2 separate regions of the Sus scrofa genome follow, and region 1 is linked to region 2. Evidence: chromatin contacts called from public Hi-C data. All regions are on one chromosome and are shown on one strand. Each heading gives the region's core, a stretch centred on a gene start, on an enhancer-like site or on the middle of the called end of the contact. The rest is flanking DNA. Distances are from core to core; before and after follow the strand shown.

Region 1 (5,536 bases), core at 811-3,310, 750 kb before region 2:
GAATAACCCCATTCATCTTAGGACCAGTGAGCTGGGTACACTTTTCCTGCTAGCCTCCCTCTTGATCACACCCAGCCACACCTGACCTGCTGCCACTGCAGTTTCTGCTTCAGGGTCTTAGCCCTCGCTTCCCTAGCTTGGAGCATTTCTCCTTCGCAGAGCTACAGGTAGAGCTCCTTCGCCTGTGTCAGGTCTTTAATCAAATACTGGCCTTTCCACAAGGCCTTCCCAGGGCACTCTACCTAAAGTCAGCCCCTCCCCCTACTCCCGATTAGCCCGCCTCATTCCCCCCCCACATCACTTACCACCACACTATTTATCTTACCTAAATATGTTTTATCTGTCTAGAAATGAGTTCCGTGAGCAGAGAAATGTTGGGGTTTTGCTCCCAACACCCAACAGTGTAGTGGGGTCTCAGTATTTTTCAAAAAAAAAAAAAATAAAGGCACAAGTGAAAGAATAAATGAATGGAAGCACATAGCCCCTTCCTCTTCTTGGATATTAAAACCCTAAAGTGCTTCGTCAGGTACAGAAGAGGGATGAAGCCTTTTCTTTTGTAGTCACCACCATCACCAGTGCATTCCCCAGTGTAAATGTCAAAAGGACTGTGACATTTTTCCAGATACATGCCACTTTTTTTTCCTAGTGTCCTCTACCGATGCCAACATTTGATGTGACAGAAAAGTACATACTGCAGTTTGAGCACTCTGAAAGCTGCTACACTAACTAGTAAAACACATGAAAACCTGAATGAATGAGACCACGAGTTTGTGTTCTAACCAAAATGGACAAACTCTGAAAGGCCAGGGCTGCACATATTAGAAGGATGAAAGTTAATGTTCAGAAAAGACGACAATTTTTTTAATCTGGAAAATCATCAGATTCTAAAAACTAAACACCATGTAAGGAAATACCTTTCCTGCACTGAGAATCAAAACTGCCTATATCCAAAGTATATACACCGAATAAGGTGCTGTTCACAGTCCGGGCCCCCTCCTCAATTTCTTGCAAGTTAAACAGAAATACTTACCTTTCTTACAGAGAAAGCAGGTGTGCTTAAGTGCTCTTTCAGGAAAAGCAAGAATTAAAAAAAAAAAAAAAAACCACACAGTGCTAGATAAATGCAAACCAACGTTACTGCTTCCCGAACACGATCCTACAACCTGCTTCTTTCATACCCCCTTCCCTGGCCGCTTGGTTTGTTTCAGCCACAAAACTGAAATATTCTGAGTGCTTGGTGGGGAACTGCTTGCTGACACTTAAGGCTGATGCCCACTTCAACCCGACGTGAACGTTCGGGTCCCAAAGCTGCCACGGGATCTACTTTCCCAACCTCCGTCCCAGGTTCCGATCATGGCTCCACCTGGCTTCAGGCCTGGTCCAGACCCAGTCCTCTCGCCAAGGAAAGAGTCTCCCCAGTGCAGATGCTCGGTGAGGAAGGCAAGGGCGCATCCCCCAGAGGCCAGGTGTGGGGCGAAGCGCGGGCAGGAGCACCCGTCTGGCCGGAGCAGCTGTTACCCCAGGCACCCCGAGGCTGGGCGGGTGGCTGGTCCCGAACAGCAGGTAGCGGAAGGCGAATCCTCTGGCCCCAAGCAAGCCGGCCTGACACTGCCCACCCGACTACCCCCATCCTTCCCTCGGCTCTCTCTGCCATGCCAACGAGCCCCGGAGGAGGGGGCTCTTCGGCTCGGCGGCCGAGACGCGCCCGGGCCTGGCGTGCCCCCCGCCGTGGAGGAGGCTCCCTCCGGCCCCGCACCTGACCTGTCCCCTCGCCTGACGCCCCAGCCGGCCGCGGCCGCTGCCGGGCGGCCTGTGGGTGTCCATGCGGCTGGGCTGGGTCGGGCCGGAGCGGCGGGAACGCGAGCGCGGGCGGCAGGCCCCGGAGACCCAAGCGGGGCGGCGGAGCCAGGGCACGGAGTGGAGCCGGGCAGGGGAGCGAGACAGAGTCGCTGGTTACCTGCGGTCCGGGACAGGGTGTCTCTCAGAACCCAAGTCAGTCTCAGCCTCAACAACACAAGATGGCCGACACGTCGCCACGCACGTCACGTGACAGCGCGCCCGTTCCGCCACGCCCCCCGCTCCGCCCCCGCCCCGCCTCGGCTCCCTCCCAGCTCCTCCAGCCTCCCACGACATCCTTCCTTTCCGATTCATCCCTCCCCTTTTCCCCGGACACGCCCCTACCCGAGCCCCGGATGTCGGGCTGGACGAGGGCGGGGCCGCAGCAGGGCGCAGGCGCTTGCGGGTCACTTGGCTGGAGCTCCCTGCCTGCCCTTGAGTTGAGTAGAGTTGGTAGAACTGGATCTGGGCCAAGCGCCCTGTGACTCACCGTCCTAGGCGCCCAACCCAGAGCCCGTTGGCATTTCTAAACGCTCTGCATCGTTTACGAGCCGATTTTCCAGCCCAGAACTTTTCCACAGGTTTTCATCCAGCACTTCCTTGCCTATTTGCCACCTGGAGAAAATGGGAAAGCGACAGGAGCGGAAATCCAAAGCAGTTTCTACTTGTTAACGGTTTTGGTAGAACAGGGAGCTCATTCTACAGTTTTGGAATGTGACGGCTGGAGGACTTTAGAGCTCCGACCCTCTCCTAGTGCATCCAGGTCTATAACTCTTTTGCCTAAAAATCTCCCGTTTGGGTGTTGCTCGATAAAATACAAGCCACTCAGCAATATCAGAGACGTAACACAAAAATTATTCGTTGTTTGCCTGAAACTTCCATTTAGCTTGCTTGGTGCCCTGTGTTTTTATTTCGTGCATCTGACCACTCTACCCTTCTTGGGTCATCCCAGTCTTTCCCTGTGCCTCCAACCTCTCTCTTATTTACAACCTCTCCATTAACTTTTTTAAGTACTCAAATGTCCTTTATTTTAAAAGTTAATGTTAAAAACTCCAATTCCCCCTCTAACAAGGTCCCTACCTCTCTGTTGCCTTTCAAAGTCAATCAGCACAAAAAGCATTAAAGCCCTTTTCTGATTCCCATACTTGGCAAGCGATCATCAATTATTCCAATGAGGCTTTTATCCTGACCCACCCACCTACTGCTTGCTCTAAGGACACATCAACCTACAGGCTGATAACTGGAGTTTTTCAATCCTCATCTTGACCTAGTGCTTCCCCATCTTCAATGTGATTGACCACCTCCAACTTTCTGAAATACTTTCTTTCCTTGACCATTGCCGCTCAAAAGTTCCTTGCTGCTCAAAGTGTGATCAATGGACCAGCAGCATCAGCATCACTTGTTACAAGCATCAGCTTGTTACAAACACAGAATCTACGAGTTCCCTTTGTGGCTCAGCAGTTGACAAACCTGATTAGGATCCATGAGGATTTGGGCTCAATCCTTGACCTCGTTCAGTGAGTTAAGTATCTGGCATTGCCCTGAGTTGTATAGGTTGCAGATGTGGCTTGGATCCCATGTTGCTATAGCTGATTGAAAAACTCCAGCTATCAACCTGTAGGTTGATATATAGATATAATAACTTGTACTACATATTATATACATAATTTCTACTATATATATAGTACAAATACAAATTAATTTATATATATGGAATAATTTTATTTTTTTCTTCTTTGGCCACCCCGCAGCATATGGAGTTCCCAGGCCAGGGATCAGCTCCAAGCTGCAGCTGCAACTTGAGCTACAGCTTCGGCAATGCTGGATCCTTAATCCACTGTGCCAGGCCAGGAATCGGGTATGGAACCTGCATCCCAGTGCTCCTAAGACACCTCTAATCCTTTTGCCCGACAGTGGGAATGCCAATATATGATCTAATTTGCATATAGTAAAATTTAGCATTTTTAGCTTGTAATTTTGCAACTTTTGACAAATTTATACAAGCGTAACTATTTCTAAAATGAAGGTACAGAATAGTCCTATCACCCACCAAAGTTCCCTCAATGACCCTTTGTAGTCAGCTGTAACACCCTCTCCCAACCCCTGAAATCATTGTTCTGTTTTCTGTCCTTATGATTTTGCCTTATAATGTCCTATAATAAAACCATAGCTGCTTTTTTTTTTTTTTTTTCTCTTTAGGGCTGCACTCTCGGCATGTGGAGGTTCCCAGGTTAGGGGTTGAATCAGAGCTGCAGCTGCCAGCATACACAACGGGCATGGCAATGCAGGGTCTGAACCATGTCTGCAACCTACACCACAGCTCACAGCAACACCGCATCCTTAACCCACTGAGTGAGGCCAGGGGTTGAATCCGCAACCTCATGGCTCCTAGTCGGATTCGTTAACCACTGAGCCACGAGGGGAACTCTGAGAGTGGCTGCTTTCCCTCAGCATCCACTTAGCATCTTGCATTTGAAATTCAGTCACATTATTGCCTGTTTCAGGGTCTTTTCATTTTAGTTTTGGCCAAGCCCGTGGCACTCAGAAGTCCCCTGGCCAAGGATCAAACCTGCACCACAGCAGTGATCTGAACCCCTGCAGTGACAAAGCCAGATGCTTAGCCACTAGGCAACCAGGGAACTCCACTTCTTTTTTATTGCTGAGTAGGTGTTTGATTGTATGCACTATATTTGTTCATCCATTCCCAGTTGAGGGACATTTAGATTGTTTGCATTTGGGGAGATTATTCATAAAGCCATTATAAATATTCACATGCAGGTCTTCCTGTGGACAAAGGTGTTTATTTCACTTAGGTAAGTACCTAGGGATAAAATTGATGGTTATGCGGCAAGTGTTTGTTTCACCTTACTGCCAAACCACTTTTCAGAGTGTCTTAAGCTATATTTTTACCTGTGAAGAATAAGCTTTCAGAAAGCAGGAACCAAATTTAAGAGATGATGATGGTGAAGGTGGAAGCTAACGAAATCCCATTACACATACTGCCCCCTTCAACTTTGCATCGCAGCAGTCGGCTTTGTCCTGGCACAGAGTCGATATTCAATAAATACCTAAACACCAAATAAATTCTTGATTATCTACTCCTCAGGAAGGGCACCTTTCTCCTTTTATTCACTCTGTCTCTCCAGTGTTTCATTAGAGAGTAGTTTTAAAATTACAGCGATAGGAGTTCCCATTGCGGCACAGCAGAAACGAATCCGACTAGGAACCATGAGGTTTCGGAGTCTATCCCTGGCCTCGCTCAGTGGGTTAAGGATCCGGCATTGCCGTGAGTTGTGGTGAAGGTCGCAGACATGGATTGGATCTGGTGTTGCTATGGCTGCGGTGTAGGCCAGCAGCTACAGTTCTGATTAGACCCCTAGCCTGGGAACCTCCATATGCCGCGGGTGTGGCCCTAAAAAGACAAATAATAATAATAATAAAAATAAAATAAAATAAAATTACAGCAGTAGATTCATGCCTGCTCTAGTCAGGAATAATAAAGTTTCAGCTTTATTGTGTCATTAACAGAAACAGAGACTTTGAGAATAATATATCATTGAAGGGAGGGAGGAATAAGGAATTTAGCTCCAAATGAATTTAATTTGTAACAAACAGAGGTTGAACAACTGTGACTAATTGTGTTTTTCTAAACATCCAACAACTTTTTTTTTTGGTCTTTTCTAGGGCCGCACCTGCAGCA
Region 2 (5,447 bases), core at 331-2,830:
CTATCCCTGCCACTGGGGCCTCTAGAGCATTCTAACCGTCCTTTCTTTTGTGCATTTATCACAGCCCGTCTTGAATTTCAGGGGAGCCTATTTCCCTAACTAGATGGTTATCTTCTGCTAGCAGTGATCATGTCTTTCACTTTCTACCAGCAGAGAGCCTGGCCAATAATGAAAACTGAAAAAGCTGTTTGTTAAATTACATGGAAGGAAAAATTGGATGAGTTCCCAGGTGGGTAAAAGGGAGACAGGAGGAGGGACGTAGGCCTAGGAAAAGAGACAGCAGATCTCCAAGGAAACCTTAGCTTACACTACAATTTTGCCTAGTTTCTGAAATCACATTAAATGTCACCTTGAATAACAAAGAATAAATAAAACACCAGGTCTTATCTGGACTGGGGATAAACAAACGTTATCCTCCTTCACTTGTAGGAAATCCACCAAATAAATGCTTACCTAAGGTCGAGTGAAGAAAAACACACAACCTAAAAGTTGTGAGTTATGTTTTATTTCCGGCAGGGGTGCGATGGGGTGGGGGGACTTATTGAGGACTATAGCCTGGGAGACAGCCCCTCAGATAGCTTTGAGGAACTGCTCCAAAGAGATATGGGAGGAGCCAGGATACACAGTTTTTTCCCGAAAAAAAAATGAACATTTAGTCGAACACAAAAGAGCACTGCCAATCACAAAAACTAGACATCTCGGATTAATGATTAATGCTTTTCTATGAATGGGAAGAAGCAAGAGTCTGGGCTCATTGAAATTATTCCTTAGATATGCATCTTAACTATGTAGGGCAAGTATCCTGTTTTCCTCCATGTATCCTGAATTCACCTCTGAGCCCATCTTCCGGGGTGGCTTCAGTGGCCAGTGGCTTGATAGTGGGTAACATTCATTGTTTACTGAAATGGCAGGCAACATTTTTTATTCCCACTAACCTCTGGGTGTTTCAACCTGAGTGGGAAAACTTCACCAAGGAGAATATTAAGATAGCATAGCCATGCTGCTAAAAATATCACCACCCTAGTGTAGAGCAAAGAGCCCAGACTACAGTAGACTTAAGAGCCCAATCCTAACTCTGCCCCAACTTGCTGTAACCTGTGAACAATCTTTTTGCCTCTTTGGGCCTCGGTTTCTTCATATGTAAAACAGGGGCTGGATTAGCAAATTCTCCTAAGCCTAACTGTATTGATATTCTGAGTTCACAATCCATATCTCTTCCAGTCCAACGCAGGAGCACAGCAGAGACCTCTACAAAACACGTAAAAGGCGCCCCAGGCCAACGAGCAAGCCTGATTTCAACGAGTCATTTTGTTATATTAGCTTTCATGGTTTAATCAGTGTTTTGGGGTTTGTTGTTTCAGGCTTACCATGATTTGCAGGAGATTTCTGAGTTCCATGTAAATACAAGTTGTCTCTCTGTGGGCTGTCATCTTCTTTTGAGGTTGAAGAGGATCTTCCCAAAGAGTTTCAAGTCTCGGGATTCAGAAACCACCAAGCCTACAGGCAGATGTATGAATTTGCGCACACTGCGCGGCACACTGGAATCTAAGTTACAGAGGACTAGGGTGCAGGGAATGCTGGGATTTGCAGTCCCTGGGCTTTTTGTTGCGTGCTGGGATATGTGGTCCCTCGGACAACCCCCTAGAATGCTGGGAAGTGTAGTCTCCGCCACATCGCACAGGGCAGCCTGCCGTCATCTCAGAGCCCTACTGTCCCCAGCCGCAGGAGCAAGCCCCTGGAGCCTCTGCCGATCTGAAGCCAACCCTCCTCTGAGGCAAACTCTAGGCAACCACACCGAATGAAAAAATCTGTCCTACGGGACTTCCCGGGATGGGCCCTTCCCATTGACGCTCTTCGTCCCCCTGCGAAGCCGCTGAGTGTTTCTATTGGTTGATCAAGATGCCAATCGCCAAGACGGGCTTTCCATTGGCTTCCGGGCGGGCGCTCCGCGGCCAGGGGGAAGGAGAAGGGATCAGGAGTGGGAGCTGAGGGGAGGGAGAGGCGGGTCCGGGTCTGGTCGCAGCCGCTGCTCGCCCGAGGTGTCCAGGCCGGCTCGGTCCTCGGCTCCTGGGCACCATCTGCGAGGCTCCGCCGGGCCAGCGAGGGAGAGCCGCAGGCGGCGGCCGCCGCATCATGTCAGCCAAGGACGAGCGGGCCAAGGAGATCCTGAGGGGCTTCAAACTGTATCCACCCGGGAGCGGGGCGGGGCCGGGAGGACTTGGGAGGCGGCCGCTCGCTGAGGAGACCGGCCGGGGGCGGGGGCCGCACCAGGTGGGCACCCGGGAGGGGGCGGTGGGAAGGGAGGGAAGGAAAGGCGTCCCGGGTCCCCGGCGGGACGGGGCGCAGAAGGCGCGGAGAGGGACGTCCGGAGGGAGGGAGGGAGGGGACGTTGACGGGAGCCCCGGGGTTAGAGGCGAGGAGCCCCGGAATTGAGCTTAGAGAGGCGCAGGGCGTCGGAAACGGGTGTCGGGAAGGCGCGCTTGGGTCCGAGAAGAGAGGCCGGGAAGGAGCTGCGGCCCGCAGGCAAGGGCCGAGGGGGCGCGGTGGGCTGGCCTCGAAGCCCAGCTGCCTCTTTGGCGGGAAGCCCACCCGGGCAGCAGGGAAAAGTGACTTGGAGCGAGTGACCTTGTGTGGGACAAATGCAGAAGCGGGTATCGAACTGTCTCGGGTTCTCCCATCCCATCCCACCCCACCCCACCCCCCGCGGCTTGTTTCCACAACTTCTCTTCCTCACTTGTGGCTCCTTCCAGGGCTGGAGAGGCAGGTGCGGCGGGAGAAGTCTGAGATGGACCTCATCTTAACTCTGTCTCGGCCCTTGGAGGCATTGGGCGGTCGCTGCTTCTCCCTTAGCTCCTCAGTTTTATTTTCCAGCGAAATAAGGGCCCTAAATTTGTGTGTGTGAGATGCGGTGCGATGCCTCGAGGTATTGTGGTTTTGCACTGGGACTCCTGGCAAAGGCTTCTGCTCCGTCCAGTTTGTGTGGTTAACGCGTAGAGCTGGTGGAGCTGTCCAGCAATTATTTGATTACGTTGGGGACACCGTAGGATTTAGTAGGATATAGAAATCATTGCCTCAGGCCTGTTACGGTGCAGCGGGTGCAACCTTCTCACTGTCGTGAGGCTTGGTGTTTTAATGGAGTGTTAATCTGTGACCATATGATGCAGATGAAAAAAAAATGCAATCTTGTCCATTCCAATTTTACATTTTCCTACTGACCTTAATCTCTTCCTATACCTACCATATGGAACATGCTTAAATTCTTCTCTCAGTGAAGATGTAGTTACCATTTAGGGCACCTCCCCTGGAGGTTTAGTCAATCCCTGTTCTCTGAGCTGACTCTGTGTTTTCACAATGCCCATGTCACCCCTGCAAGTTTTAATTGCTTTGTCATAATCAGAAACCAAGTATAAATTTTAAAACACAACAGCAAAAAAGTTACAGGAAGTTTCGGATGTATAAATGAAATTTTTCAAATAGAAGCTGATTTGCCATAGGCGTTATCACCTTTGCATACTGCCGTTCATGATAAACTTCCAGCAGTTTTATACAGTGAAGTTTAGTAACAGCCTCTTATAGGTCCATATACCTTTCCGTGTTCCTCTTCACAGTAGCGCCTATAAGTAGATAGGGGTGGCTGAAGTGTTAGAAAAGCTATGACATGGACTTTATTTTTCCCTTAAGTAATGTATTTTGTTATGTAACATTTATGCTATAGACAGTAAACTAGAGACTATGGAGAATTGAGAGATTTCAGAAGCAATATTTTTGTCTGATTGGAGTTAACATTTTACTCAAAGTAAAAAAGAGTCTTTTTAATGGCTTTTGAACAAAGCAAAGCAAAAGAGAAAGTTTGAGCTTCTCACTTTCAGTCTTTGCTCCGAAACCTTGTTCAGAAAGAAAGAGGCTAAGAGAGGAGTTCTCTGGTGGCCTAGCAGGTTAAGGATCTGTTATTTTCACTGCTGTGGTTCAGGTCAGAACTTGGTGCGGGTTTGATCACTGGCCCTGGAACTTCCACAGGCCATGGGCTTGGGCAGAGAGAGAGAGAGAGAAAGAAAGATAAAGGAAGGAAGAAAGAAAAGAAAATATAAGAAAAGAAAAGGGCTAAGGGACAAATATGGAAAAACATAGAAAGCAGAACCTGTATCATCCGCTAGAAAGGAAGATGAATTAACCAATTAAGTAATGACTTCAGTGTTTTCTGGGAAATTTTTTGACATGGGCTGATTAAATCGCAAGGGAAGCAGCCAATGAAAAATGTTAGCATGGGAGCAATGGATGCTCATCCTCCCTTTGCCTTCACTGGTATCTGAATTAAGAGTGAAATGGAAAGGAGTTCTAGAATTTGTTACTACCTTCAGGAAAAAATAAAATTAGTGTTTTAGTAGGAAACTACCTGACTGTTGTCCATCTTTTCTTGGATAAATTGTCTTTCTGAACTTTCTTTCAAAGTATCTTTTTTTCTGTAGGAAGAGTTTTTACTATAAAAAATCTCCAAATCTCCATTATATTCTTCTACCAACAATGTTGACAGTGCTTGTTTTCCACATTGACTATGTTGTTCTTTTTTATTTTTACTGATTTGATCAATAGATGATAGCTTGTTTTAATTTGTATTTCCCTGATACCTAGATCCCTCAAGAGGTAATATAGGCTAGTGATTAAGGGCTGTACTGGTCTATAGAGCTATTCTGTCTGAATTGAATTCCAGCCCTGCACACTTGGTGTGTATCCCTTATGTTGCCATAATTTCCTCATCTGTAAAAAGGGATTAAAATAGTACCTTATCTCCTAGGGTTGTTGTGAGGATTAAATAAGTTGGTGTCTAAAGTATTTAGCAAAGCACCTGATACCTAGTGAGCATTATGTATTGTCTGCCATTGCTGTTGTTATTAAAGAAGTCGCAAAATCTTCTCTTTGGCCATTTCTTTTTCTTCTGTGAATTGCTGGTTGATTTTGTTTTTGCCCATTTTACTATTGAGTTGTTTATTTTTCTTACTGTTTTGTAGGTGTCCTTTATTATAATACCTATCCTTTGCCTGTATTGTATATTGCAAATATTTTCTCTCAACGTATTGCTTGCCTGTTTTTTCTTGAACACTTGTCTGTTTTTTTTGTTGAAATTAGCACTTCAAATTTATTGATATTTTTCATGTGGCCTGCATTTGTGTTTTGTTTAAGAAGACACAATACCTTATCTTGAGGTTAAGTAAATATCCTACGTTTTTTTCTTTTCTTCATGTTTAGCTCTTTAACCCACTTGGAATATATTGACACGTATGATGTGTAGTAGAAATCTAACTTCCTTTGCTGTTTGGATAGCTGGTTGCCCCAGAATTCCTTACTTAGTAGTCCTTTCCCCACTGTTTTGAAGTGCCGTCTTTGCCATATACTAGGTCACCATAACACATGGGTTTATTTTTGTAATATTTCTGTTTCATTGATCCATT

Evidence for each region. Hi-C and Micro-C count contacts between places; a contact is called where the count stands out from the background.
Region 1: a contact with region 2 is called in a Hi-C map of liver, with 4 times the contacts expected there. The contact joins the promoter of GIGYF2 here to the promoter of COPS7B in region 2. A contact is called at or near these places in 1 of 5 promoter capture datasets (liver) and 1 of 47 Hi-C or Micro-C datasets (liver).

Annotation. Positions count from the first base shown.
Region 1 is chr15:133,177,162-133,182,697 of Sscrofa11.1, reverse strand. It overlaps GIGYF2 (GRB10-interacting GYF protein 2), which reads right to left and starts at 2,060. Exons shown (of 30, transcript XM_021075631.1): 1 at 1,958-2,060.
Region 2 is chr15:132,423,156-132,428,602 of Sscrofa11.1, reverse strand. COPS7B (a long non-coding RNA gene) reads right to left here and starts at 1,580. Exons shown (of 7, transcript XR_002339490.1): 1 at 1,368-1,580. It overlaps PDE6D (retinal rod rhodopsin-sensitive cGMP 3',5'-cyclic phosphodiesterase subunit delta), which reads left to right and starts at 1,925. Exons shown (of 5, transcript XM_003483755.4): 1 at 1,925-2,183. The coding sequence starts at 2,134.